2 separate regions of the Callithrix jacchus genome follow, and region 2 is linked to region 1. The links are chromatin contacts, called in public Hi-C maps. All regions are on one chromosome and are shown on one strand. Each heading gives the region's core, a stretch centred on a gene start, on an enhancer-like site or on the middle of the called end of the contact. The rest is flanking DNA. Distances are from core to core; before and after follow the strand shown.

Evidence for each region. Hi-C and Micro-C count contacts between places; a contact is called where the count stands out from the background.
Region 2: a contact with region 1 is called in a Hi-C map of skeletal muscle, with 6 times the contacts expected there. The contact joins the promoter of SCRN2 here to the enhancer-like site in region 1. A contact is called at or near these places in 3 of 3 Hi-C or Micro-C datasets (induced pluripotent stem cells and skeletal muscle).

Annotation. Positions count from the first base shown.
Region 1 is chr5:118,273,763-118,280,130 of calJac240_pri, forward strand. It overlaps LOC118153846 (a long non-coding RNA gene), which reads right to left. Exons shown (of 2, transcript XR_004743482.3): 2 at 4,754-5,163. Among named protein-coding and RNA genes, the nearest start is that of COPZ2, 24 kb to the left of the region's middle. Within about 2 kb of position 5,044, at least 3 of the 16 cell types and tissues checked have an H3K27ac peak or open chromatin away from gene starts, as enhancers often do.
Region 2 is chr5:118,456,957-118,463,255 of calJac240_pri, forward strand. It overlaps SCRN2 (secernin 2), which reads left to right and starts at 1,905. Exons shown (of 8, transcript XM_078374264.1): 1 at 1,905-1,934; 2 at 2,349-2,522; 3 at 2,825-3,006; 4 at 3,554-3,753; 5 at 4,196-4,411; 6 at 4,505-4,670; 7 at 4,753-4,933; 8 at 5,200-5,513. The coding sequence starts at 2,349. The coding sequence ends at 5,358. It overlaps LRRC46 (leucine rich repeat containing 46), which reads right to left. Exons shown (of 8, transcript XM_002748543.6): 8 at 5,505-6,299. The coding sequence ends at 6,068.

The DNA of each region.
Region 1 (6,368 bases), core at 3,794-6,293:
CACCATGTTGGCCAGGCTAGTCCCAAACTCCTGACCTCGTCATACCTCCACCTCCACCTTCCAAAGTGCTGGGATTATGGGTGTGAGCCACTGCACCCGGCCACGTGTTTTTTAAATAATGAAATTAATAACTGAGTCCCATCAGCTGCACTTCTTTTCTGAGAGAGGATAATTCATATACAAGATACAGAAAAGCTTCTTGCACAATGTTCTTTTTTTTTTTGAGACGGAGTTTCACTCTTGTTACCCAGGCTGGAGTGCAATGGCACGATCTCGGCTCACCACAACTTCCGCCTCCTGGGTTCAGGCAACTCTCCTGCCTCAGCCTCCTGAGTAGCTGAGATTACAGGCACGTGCCACCATGCCCAGCTAATTTTTTGTATTTTTAGTAGAGAGGGGGTTTCACCATGTTGACCAGGATGGTCTCGATCTCTTGACTTTGTGATCCACCTGCCTCAGCCTCCCAAAGTGCTGGGATTACAGGCTTGAGCCACCACACCCGGCCACAATGTTCTTTTAATAGGATTTATGTAAAGATCTGTAAAAGTATTCTATTTCTTCCACACATGTAATTTTTTTTGTACCTCTGTCTCAGTGAAGGAGGCAGGCATTGTCATTCCCACTTGTCAGGCGATTGCTCTCTGGTCCTGGGAGCAGAAGCAATGCGGCCTGAACTCAGGTATGGAGTTCATTTTGAAAAAAGGTCTCCCTTCTTGTAGGGCATCATCCTGGACCCAGTGGGCCTGCCCTTTCTATTTATTTCTTAGCGAAACCAGAAAGTTTGCTGGGGCCAGTAAGATGGAGCATCATGACTGACAAATGGCTGGTATTAGGCTAATGGGTAGGCAGCTATGTATGGAGGAAGGCGATGAGGGATCAGACCATTTCCCCAGATTCCAGTGGAAACTTTGGAGGCAGCATCTAAATGAATCAGAGAAGATAAGAAGCCTCAAATACCTTGCAGAACACTGCCCATATCCTCCCACCTTCAGCCCCAAGGAGGATTGGGATGCAGGGAGTCTGCAGATGAAACAATTGTTTACAAAGTCTGGAGAAGCATGCCAGGAAGCTAGTCCAGGGGCAGAGTTTTCAGGGTCTGAGATTGATCCTACTCCATCCTGAAAACTGAGAGAAAAAAAAGTGTGAGTCTTTAGTTCTCTACTCCCTTTAGTTCTGGGAGTGCATTTGGAGTTTCCTTTAAAATCTATGTGGATATGGGAGGCTGAGGCAGGAGAATCACTTGAACCCAGGAGATGGAGGTTGCAGTGAGCTGAGATTGCACCATTTGCACTTCAGACTGGGTGACAGACTGTGACTCTGTCTCAAAAAAAACTTTTTTTAATATAAAGTAAAATAAAAAATAAATTCCATGTGAATAAATTGAGGAAAGCTAAGGTGTAACAGATGAGAAAGAGACAGAGCGGGGCTGGGCACAGTGGTTCACGTCTGTAATCCCAGCACTTTGGGAGGCCACGGTGAGCGATCACCTGAGGTCAGATGTTCAAGACCAGCCTGCCCAACATAGTGAAATCTTATCTCTACTAAAAATACAGAATTAGACGGGTGTGGTGGCACATGCCTGTAGTCCCAGCTATTCAGGAGGCTGAGGCAGGAGAATCAGTTGAACCCAGGAGGCAGAGGTTGCAGTGAGTGGAGATTGTGCCACTGCACTCCAGCCTGAGCAACAGGGCGAAACTCCATGTCAAAAAAAAAAAAAGAAAAGAAAAGAAAAAAGTAGGGTTGGGGCTGGGAAGGCAAGAAGTAGATAGCAGAGAAGAGACAAGGGAAACTCCTGCTTGGTAAGACTGTTGTCTGTCCCACTTCATGCAAGCATAAGCACTTCCGCCAAGACCGGGCCCTCCAGAGGATGTCCAACTTAAAGCTTGGATCCTGGGCAGCAGCAGGAGGGGATTGGGGATTGGGATGTCCCAGGGCAGATCGCCTTAAGGGACCTATTTGTAGATGCAGAGGCCCAGAGGCTGCCTTAGGCAAGCTGCTTAGGGCTTTGGGTCACAAGAAATCCAGAGCTTCCCCGATGAAAATCTTTTTTCTCCTCTTTCTGATTCTCTTCTTCCTTCCACTTTCCCTAAACCTGCTGAATCCCTTAGGCAGCTGGGATCAACATAAGCTAGAAACTGATGCGTATACAAGGGAAATGGGGAAGCCTAGAAACAGCAGAACCTGGGAGAGGTATCTGTGTACAGGGCAAATGAGGGGAGCCTGAAAACAGCTGAATCTGGGGAGATGGAACTGCCTAGTGAGAGAGAAGGGGGGTACTGGAAACTGCCAAACCCAGAGAGGCCAATTTGTGTACTGAGGAAATATGGGGGAACCTGGAAACAGCAGGATCTGGGGAGATAGTCGTGTACAGGGGGGCAGACGGAGGGAGTAGCCTGAAAACAGTTGAATCTGGGGAGGTAGATTCGTGTGCAGGGAGAACAAGGGGGGACTAGAAACAGCACAATCTGGGGAGATGGGATAGTGTACAGTGGAAGCTGGGGCGGCCTGGAAACCAGGGCTCTCAAGGGATGGATCTGATGGAAACTACATGGAGGGTCAGGAGCCTGGGGAATCTGATGTAGCAGGCAGGAGCAGGGACAAGGGCAAGCACAGGGGTGGAGTCAGGGTGGTGGTTGTGTGGAAGGGGAACGGATTGGTACCCCCTGCTTTGTAGGTTTGAGTTAGACCCCTTGGCAGCCTCTTCTTGCAGAAAGGGCATAATGTAGTAGCTCTCCAATGGGAAGCCAGGATTTCACACAGAAGAGAAGGGCCTTTGTGCGCAGTTGCTGCCCTGGTCCTAAAATGAGCAAAGCCTGGAATACCCTAGGGGAGACAGCCCAGGAGTTGGGGTGGGGGAGGATGAGGAGGTTGAAGGAGCTTCGGTCCCCTTGCCTGCCTTCTTCCCAATCCCTCTCTGACAGGGACAGGCCTTTTTCTCCCTTCCTACCGACCAGCCTGACCTCTCCCCTCAGCAGTTCCCTTCTGAGTGACAGACAAAGACAGAGCTGCAGACAATCAATTGAAGGAGGCCCCACAAAAGTTCCCTCCCAACCCACCATCCCCCATCCCCCCACCCACACTGACGCCCTGGGCCTGTCACTCTAGTGGAGCTGCCTTCAGGTGACAGGGTGACTAGAGACTGGGAGAGGCCTGAGATTTTGGGTTTCTGTCTGTGCCTCTTGGAAACCAGACTTTCCGAGCTGGTTGTCTCTGAGAGAGGAATGGGGGCAGAACAGTGGCCACTATTGCAGAAAGAGAAACCTGGTTCCACTATTTCTAGCTGTGGGATCTTGGCCAGTGGTCATTCCTCTCTGGGTTTCAGTTTTCTCATCCGTAAAATGAAGGATTGGTCTAGATCTCTAAAGGCCCTTGCAGCTCTAATCCTCGTGACGATTCTTAGTAGCCTCGGAGAGAGAGCTCAGCCTGGCATTTCTTCTCATTCTATAATACGGCTCAGAACTTTCCAGCGACCATTGTGGGGAGGCAGGCATTTGGGATGTTGTGGGAGTGTTTAGGCAAGCTTTCTCTGGCATTGATAACACTTCTGGAACGTGTGTGTTTCTACTTTTCATCACTCTAAAGGGTTCCTCCCCTTGAGCAAAATTATTTTTTGCTCCAACCACCTCGGGTTTCCCGTCTTGTGATATAGGCTGCAAGGTGGAATCTGAACCCAGAATCTCATCTACCTGTCCCAAATCTGCCCTTTTTCTCTGTAGGACTCACTCCCAACCCCTCTGTGCTTTCTTGCCTGTGGCTTCTCTTATTACCCGGTTTCTCTTAAAGTCAAGGATGTTTGGAAAGGGGATTTATGCTTGGGATCTTATAATGAAGCCTCAGAGACTCAGGGAAAGGACTCTCCTCCCCTAACAGAAAGACAGCCAGGTACCCCAAGGCCCTGAGGCATCACACTGCCCCTTGTTCATTCCTAAGCCTGGAGAGGGTTCGCAGTGCCTCCCTTGCAAGGCTGCCAGCCGGGAGTATATCTGAGACCACCTATACAAAGCCACCCTCAGCCTGGAAGCATGGAAAGCATAGTGTGTGGTGGTGCAGAGAGGGTCAAATAACCATGGGCCTAACTCCGGCCAGTGGACTGCCCATCTCCAGTCTGTGCCGATGAAATCATTCCCAGCACTTACAGAACGGGAATGGAAGAGTCTTGTCCAGATGGAAGGGGAACTATAGTTGCCTGCCTTACCTCTCTTGGGGACCTCAGGTGACCTGCCTCAACCTACCAAAGGGGAGGAGGAGGAATCTTCAGGGGACAGTGCTGGGAGCTGGATTCCCCAGGTCCAGTGTCACCAATGATGGCCTGGGGAAACAGAACCTCTTGAGAGTCGCACTGGGGCCTTCCTAACACAGGCTAAGTGCAGGGCATCTCTCCACAATTCTGCCTTCCTGGGCACCGTCAGGGATGCACGGGCAGTTCTTAATGAGTCCCAAGGCTGTGGGAGCTGAAGGGGTAGTGGGCCGGACGGAGGAGGGAGCGGGGAGGAGATCTGATTAGAATCCGGACCGTATGGCGAACACTGCGGAGATGGAGGTAATCACTGAGCGGGCGAGACAGCGTGCTCCGCGACAGCAGGCGGCCCCGCCGTTGCCATGACAACCGCGGCCTCCTGGGCGCGCGGCTCCGCGCTGCTCGGCGTCAGCAGCGGAACATCTGCTTTGCACCGGGCTGCTGGGAGACGGGGGGCGCGGGCGCGGCTGCTCCCCCCACCCCGCGAAAAAGAAACAAATTAGGCCAACTGTCCAATGAGGGGCCGCAAATGTATTTATTAATGCGAGGGAAAGGTTGTTCCGGAGCGCAGTTTGATTAATGTTTGAGTCTTCAGCTTGTCAGTCTGGTTTTGTCTCTTGCAAAAGGGGAAAAGGGAGGGGTTGAGTGAGGGGCTGGTAGGGGAGTGGGGAGGAGAGAGACAACAAAGCGGGAGGGGACGTTAATAGCCAAATAGGCTCTTTTTCATGTTTCCCCCAGCCTGCCACCCTTGATGGATGGCTCAGACAGACACCAGAACGCATCAGGGAGACGCGAGCCCCTCGGAGAGATGGAGAGATGGCGAGATGGAGGAGAGGGGCCGGCTGAAGCCTGGTTGGGGTCGGTGGGCGGGAACTCCCAAGGGCTGCCTGGAGAGGAATGGCCTCAGGAAACGGAACGGGCAACTCCTGGGGAAACCAAAGGAAAATTACACTCATGTTTACAAGTCTTCCCTCCTCTCCCCAGTTTGCCCCTCTGGGCCCTGGAGACAGCACCGAGGTCGGAGAGTGAGGGTCTTCATACCCTCTGGATACAGAAAGGGACGAGAAGCTCTCTTCCGTGGTTAGGGATGGGAGAAGGAGGTGGGCAAAAGCCTATGGCTTCGAATTCTCCTTCCTCTCTCTTTCCTCCACCCTTTTCTTTCCTCTCACCCTGTGTCCTTGGCCTTTTATCTTATCTTCACTTTTACTCTGTCGTCCCTCCTTCCTTCCTCTTTGTCTCTTCCATTGTTTCTTTCCTCCATCTCTTCCCCCTCCCCCGTTGGTGACATCAGCTGGCTGTGATAGGAACTGCCTTGGGGAACTGCCTTCCCTGACCAGTTTGAACACCTATACTGCTTTCTATTTTTCCTTCCCTAGAGACATGGGGGAACTGAGAGCCCCCTTGGAACCTCAAACTTAACCCAGTTTGTGAAAAACACACACACAAAAACCACACACAACACACACACACACACACACACAAAACACACCACCACCCCTTTTCTACCCTCCCCACCAAATCCTTCTCAGCTCCAGCACACTAGGAATGTGGAGTGGAGGCCAGGTGCGGTGGCTCACCCCTGTAATCCCAGCACTTTGGGAGGCTGAGGTGGGGGGCATCACCTGAGGTTGGGAGTTCCAGACCAGCCTGACCCACATGGAGAAACCCCATTACAAAATTCGTTGGGCGTGGTGGCACATGCCTATAATCCCAGCTACTTGGGAGGCTGAAGCAGGATAATCACTTGAACCTGGGAGGCAGAGGTTGCAGTGAGCCGAGATCATGCTGTTGCACTCCAGCCTGGCAACAAGAGCAAAACTCCGTCTCAAAAAAAAAAGAGAAAAAGAAATGTGGAGTGGAAACTGAAAATTACAGATTTCTGGCCAGGCCTTGGTCTGTAAACTTAGGCTGCTTTGAGGTTAGATGCCTCCTCTTTACTAGGCCTTAAAAAAAAAAAAAAAAAGGAAAGAAAGGAAAGGAAAGAAATACCTCTTTACCAAATTCTAACATGACTTTGCAGCTCATTTTACCTTCCTGTACAGGAAAGAATTGCATTTATACATCTGAAGACCTTTGCAAGAGGGAAGTTATTGGATACAAAAAAAAAAAAAAAACCTACTTGATGGGCTGG
Region 2 (6,299 bases), core at 655-3,154, 180 kb after region 1:
CCACCTGGGTGTGCGCTGTGGCCTCTCCCTGCCTCTCCTCCTGCTTCTTTCCGCCCCACAGTGAGCAACCCCGGAACTGCAGGAGGTGAACCTGCTTTCCTCCAAGCTGCCTCGGGTGCCCAGGTTTGTCAGCACAGAGCCTTGATGTTTGCTTCTGGAATGACATTAAATGGCACCCTCACAATCCCTCCGGGATATTGTATCAGACAGCCTCCACCTTCTCACTAATCCTAGTGTGTCTGACTGCCAGCACCCTAGCAGAGCAGGCTTGAAAGAAAACCAAACTCCACTAAAACCGTGTTAGAATTGGTAAGCAAATACAGTAAAGTCACGGGATACAAGGTCAATGTACAAAAGTCAGTAGTGTTTCTATACACTAACAGTGAGCTGTACAAAAAGAAATCAACAGTCCCATTTACAATAGCTACCAAAATAATAAAATATTCAGGAATAAATTTAACCAAGGAAGTGAAAGATCCGTACTCTGAATGATAAGACATTGATGAAGGAAACTGAAGAAGACACAAAGACATGGAAAGCTATTTCGTGCTGACGGGGAAGAATTAATATTGCTAAAATGTGCATACTACTCAAAGCCATCTATGGATTCAGTGCAACTCATGGAAGTAGATAACCTTGCAGCATCTCCCCTCCCTCCATTCCTGGAGGGCTCCACAGAACAAAAGGGTGTAAGATGCATTTGCCTTAATGATAGTTATGGAGAGATGGTTTGCAGAGGAAAATGAACTGAAAATCAAAACGTTTGGGAAGAGAATATAACTCCACAGGACCGTGTGTCAGCTTTGGCCAAGGCTTCTTTGCGGTTTCAGTTTCACCACAGGTAAAGGCACCAAAGCTTTGAACTAGAAAGTTTTAAATTTCCTTTCAAAGCTATTTTTCCATGGATTTGAGCACCATTGGACAGATAGATGGGTTTTGTGCACATATTTCCTTATTTATTTATTTTAAGAGACAGGGTCTTGCTCTGTCACCGAGGCTGGAGGGCAGTGGCATGATCTCAGGTCACCTTTCTGGCTCAAGCGATCCTCCAACTCAGCCTCCTGAATAGCTGGGATTTCAGGAACCCATTATCATGCGCAGCTTATTTATTTATTTATTTTGAGAGGGAGTCTCGCTTTTTCGCCCAGGGTGGAATGCAGTGGCACTAACTCGGCTTACTACAACCTCCGCCTTCTGGTTTCAAGTGATTCTCCTGCCTCAGCCTCCTGAGTAGCTGGGATTACAGGTGCCTGTCACCACACCCGGCTAATTTTTGTATTTTTAGTAGAGACGGGGTTTCACCATGTTGGCCAGGCTAGTCTCGAACTCCTGACCTCGTGATCCGCCCGCCTCGGCCTCCCAAAGTATTGAGATTGCAGGTGCGAACCATCGCACCCAGCCTACGCCCGGCTAATTTTAAAATATTTTCTCTAGAAGCGAGGTCTTGGTATGTTACCCAGGCTGGTCTTGAACACCTGGGTACCAGCGATCCACCCACCACGGCTTCCCAGAGTGCTGGGGTTACAGGGGCGAGCCACCGCACCCAGCCTCCACCACTCTCTAATTCTCTATCTTACTCCCTTGTGTTAATAAGTGAGTAAGGCCTGGGATTGCGCCTCTGAGATTCAAACCAGTACTCAAGTATCTGAGGTTCTTCCTTAATCTCCAGATTCCCCAAAAGTCCCCTCTCTCTAACAAAGTCTCCCTTTTCACGCGGGCTCCCCCCCCCCCCCGCTTCATGGGGTGAGCAGCCTTTATCAGGCCTGAAATGGGCGCCCGGGTATGGCAGGGAGCGGGAAGTGGTGCAGGCGCGCGCCCTGGTGGAAAACGGCGGAGCTGCAGGCTTCGTTCCGGCTCCGACCCCGAGGCCTAAGGCCTTCCAGGTCACGTGAGAGACTCCGCCCAATGGGACGGCCCCGGCAGAAGCGGAGGAGGTGAGCTCGGGACCGAGCTGGGTTCTTGGAGGGAGAGAGGGTAAGGGCAATACAGTATTGGGGGTGAGAGAAGGGTTGGACGGAAGAGGGTCGGGTGTCTGGACATGCGCAGGGCCGCGGGACTCTCGGTGGGGTAGCGAGGGAGACTGTCCCACCACTGCTCCGAAGGGCTGGGACTCCCAGTGGGGGCGGGCCCCTCGGAGCGCCCGCCTGCTGACTCCCAAGCCTGGAGCCTGGGGAGAGTGGTCACCTCCGTTCCTGCACACCCGTGCATGGTGTGTGCGCCGAGCGTCCGGGAGCCACGGCGGTGTCTTCCCTGCGCGTCGTTTGCACGTGCAGGGGGAGGAGGCTCCCCCGGGCGGAGTCGTGGCCAGGGTTATGAAGAGGCCCGCACTCAACCCCACCTCTCCCCAGATGGCATCGTCGAGCCCTGACGCCCCATGTTCCTGCGACTGCTTTGTCTCGGTGCCCCCGGCCTCAGCCATCCCGGCTGTAATCTTTGCCAAGAATTCAGACCGACCCAGGGACGAGGTGCAGGAGGTGGTGTTTGTCCCCGCAGGCACTCACACTCCTGGGAGCCGGCTCCAGGTGGGTTAGGCCTTATGGGGTGCTGGAAGGTGTGGCAGATCTCGGCATTCTTCTAAGACTTTCTTCCCTGATCGCCACACCTGGGAGGCTGCCAGAAGTAGTGGGAAGAGCATGAGCTTCAGGTATACTAACCTGGACCTGAGCCCATTATGTAGCCTCAGTCTACCTCAGTTTCCTCTTCTATAAAATGGGAATGAGACCTTCCTCAAAGGGATATATAAGGTGTATTGGCAGAGTGCCAGCACGCGTCAGGTGCCGCCCCTTTCTGAATGGATGCTTCCTTTTTCCTCCCTCACCTCCAGTGCACCTACATTGAGGTGGAACAGGTGTCGAAGACGCACGCTGTGATTCTGAGCCGCCCTTCTTGGCTGTGGGGGGCTGAGATGGGCGCCAACGAGCATGGTGTCTGCATTGGCAACGAGGCTGTGTGGACGAAGGAGCCACTTAGGGAGGGGGAAGCCCTGCTGGGCATGGACCTCCTCAGGTGCAGACCCTGCCCTTCCTCATCTCCCTGACACACCAGAAATCTGGGGGCCGAGTTTTGATCTGGGCCCATCCTCCCCTCCCCCCAGCCTGGTTCACAGGGGCCTTCTCCTCTCTGCAGACTTTGCCCTCATGCCCTCGTGAGGGAAGCTGCAGCAGCAGTCACCTTTGGATGTCTCCTGGCCCAGAAAAAGAGCAGTGGTTTATTTATTTGTTTTCAGTTGAAATCTCATGTACAGTCCCAATTTATAAAACCAGTAATAGTGGAGCAGCTCTGGGCGGAGAGAGGTCGGGAGTTCAGCACAGTTCTCTCTCTGAAACTGTGTTTTAAGCCTTTTCATGGAACCCTGAGAGCATAGCACAAGGAACCACAGAGTATTGAAAGCCACTGGCATAATTGTGTTTGATACGATCAGTGCCAGCAGATTTGCTGTGTGACTTGACCCTATTACCAAACCTCTCTGTGTCTCTTCTGTTTCCTGGAGCTTCTGCCACCAGCCATTGATCCCTCTGGCACCCTTCTGTCCCTTGGCTCTCTCTCTTGCCAGGCTGGCTTTGGAACGGAGCACCTCTGCCCAGGAGGCCTTGCATGTGATCACAGGCTTACTGGAGCGCTATGGGCAGGGGGGCAGCTGCCTGGAGGACCCTGCACCTTTCTGCTACCATAACACCTTCCTGCTGGCTGACCGCACTGAGGCGTGGGTGCTGGAGACAGCTGGGAGGCTCTGGGCTGCACAGAGGATCCAGGGTGAGGCGTTCCCTTTCTGCCAGCCTTGGGAAATGGGAGAGATGGTAGCAGTAGGGAGGTGCTTGATCCAGTTACAAGCCTGTCGGGACATTCAGGGAGATGGGAGATGAGTCCACCTGGGAACGCTGCTCCCCTTCAGTTGAAAGTCTTCCTTGTGCTGTAGCCTGCTGCTTCCTCTGGGAAGCCTTCCTGCACTTCCCTGGGTGGTCAGGTTTCCTGTTTATATGCAAGCAGGTACTTCTGCCTCGCATTCAACATAGTTGCCAGCTTACATTTCTCTCTGATTGTTTTGCCTCCCCCACTACACTGTAGGCTCCACGAGAGTAGGTCGTTCTCTTCACCATGCTCTCAGCACCTCACCCAGTGCCTGGCTTAGAATAGATGCCAGGTATGTAATAGTGGTAAATGAGCCGCCTTATAGGCTCCCCTATCTCCTCCACAGAGGGGGCCCGAAACATCTCCAACCAGCTGAGCATTGGCACAGATATCTCGGCCCAACACCCGGAGCTTCAGACCCATGCCCAGGCCCAGGGCTGGTGGGATGGGCAGGGCACCTTTGACTTTGCTCAGGTCTTCTCCCTGACCCAGCAGCCTGTGCGCATGGAGGCTGCCAAGGCCCGCTTCTTGGCAGGACGGGAGCTGCTGCGGCAACAGCAAGGTCAGTGAGTGGTAGAGGGGCTGAGGGCTAGGAGGGCCACAGCAGTGCCAGCCACTCTCGCCTCCCATAGCTTCCCCCTCTACTCCTTGGCAGGGGGCATCACAGCAGAGGTGATGATGGGCATCCTCAGGGACAAGGAGAGTGGCATCTGTATGGACTCGGGTGGCTTTCGCACCACCGCCAGCATGGTGTCCGTCCTGCCCCAGGATCCCACGCAGCCCTGCGTGCACTTTCTCACTGCCACGCCAGACCCATCCAGGTGGGAAGAATGAGAGTGGGGAAGGTCAATAAGAAGAGAGGATCTGATATATCTCCATCCTGTCACCTCTGTGCCCCTCTAGGTCTGTGTTCAAACCTTTTATCTTCGGGGTGGGGGTGGCCCAGGCCCCCCAGGTGCTGTCCCCCACTTTTGGAGCACAGGACCCTGTTCGGACCCTGCCCCGATTCCAGACTCAGGTAGATCGCCGGCACATCCTCTACCGTGGACACCAGGCAGCCCTGGGGCTGATGGAGAGTGATCAGGTATCCCCCAGGGAATGGGGCTACCTTGATGGGGTAACAGACTCTGGAAAAATGAGGGAACCTGGGCATGGAGGAGATTCCGGAGCTGGGGAGAGGAGCTCCTCCCTTCAAAGCCGGCAGCTGCCCAGGGGAATATTGGGGAGGTCTCTCCTTTCTCCTGCCTGTGTGAGGTGGTACTCTGTTCCCTGCCTGTGTGAGGTGGTACTCTGTTCTTCTGGTGGGAAGCCTGTCCTGGACAGACTCATCTCAACTTTCCCTTGGGGCAGGATCGGGAGCAGCAGCTCCGGCAGAAACAGTGGGATCTGGAGCAGGAAGGCCTCAAGGCTGTACGGGGGCTGCTGGCCAGCGAGTGGGCCCCACCCTTCCAGGAACTGGGCAGCCTCTTCCAGGCCTTCGTGAAGAGGGAGAGCCAGGCTTACGTGTAAGCTTCACAGCTTCTGCTGGCCTGGGGTGGGCCTGGACCCCTGCAGCCAACTGCCCTGAGCTGGTGGTGCTGAAGTTGGAGCAATCCCTTCACACCCCTTGGCCATGTTCTGAGCAGCCAACTTGGCCTTTGCCTTAATAAATGTGCTTTATTTTCTGTTCAGTGAACTTTATTCCAGGTCCAGTGGGGGTGGGAGAACCAAATGAGGCCCAAAGGCAGCCCTGGGCAGGCTGCAGGGCCTGTGGTTGTGTCCTTATTCTTATGAATGGTTCAGTGATGGGGACTAGGCAGGAGGACAGGGAAGGGACAGGAGCTGGCTGCTGCTGGGGAGGATTAGCACCACAGCTCCTTGGTCCTGGGCTCGGACCGGGGAAGGGCCCCCCCTAGGGGTGGCGGTGAGGCAGCATCCTCCATGAGGCAGTGCCCACTTCTTGCCCATACAGGAGCCAGGAAGGCATGGGGGGGCCTGAGTCATGCCTGCCCTGTGGGTAGCTCCTGTAAGATTCCAGACTCACTCTTTAGAATAAGGTGGCTCACTGGGCTCTGTGTTTTGTTTCCTGGTGCTTTCACCGGTTGCTTCCCCAAGATACCCCCAAGTGACACAAAAAGTATATTCAAGGCCTAGAGACACTTTACTGGGAATGGGCAGGTGAGGGGTCTGAGAAGGGAGGCAGGCCCCACTCCACTCATAGAGAAAGGTTCACAGAGTATCACTTCTGGCTTCTTTTGGGCGTAGCTTTGGTTGTGCTGGGGGCCCCAGCCACAGAGGCCTTGGGGGCTGTGGCTGCTCGCGCCCCCTTCCTTCCCCAGAGAGAGATTTGCTGGCCCCTGGGAACCACAGTGCATGGTTTCATGGTGGGAGAGGAGGCCTGGGGTGAGGAGACGGCCTCGGGGAGTGTCTCCTTCCCTTCCCCAGGAGTGACAGAAGGGCTGCTGTCCCCA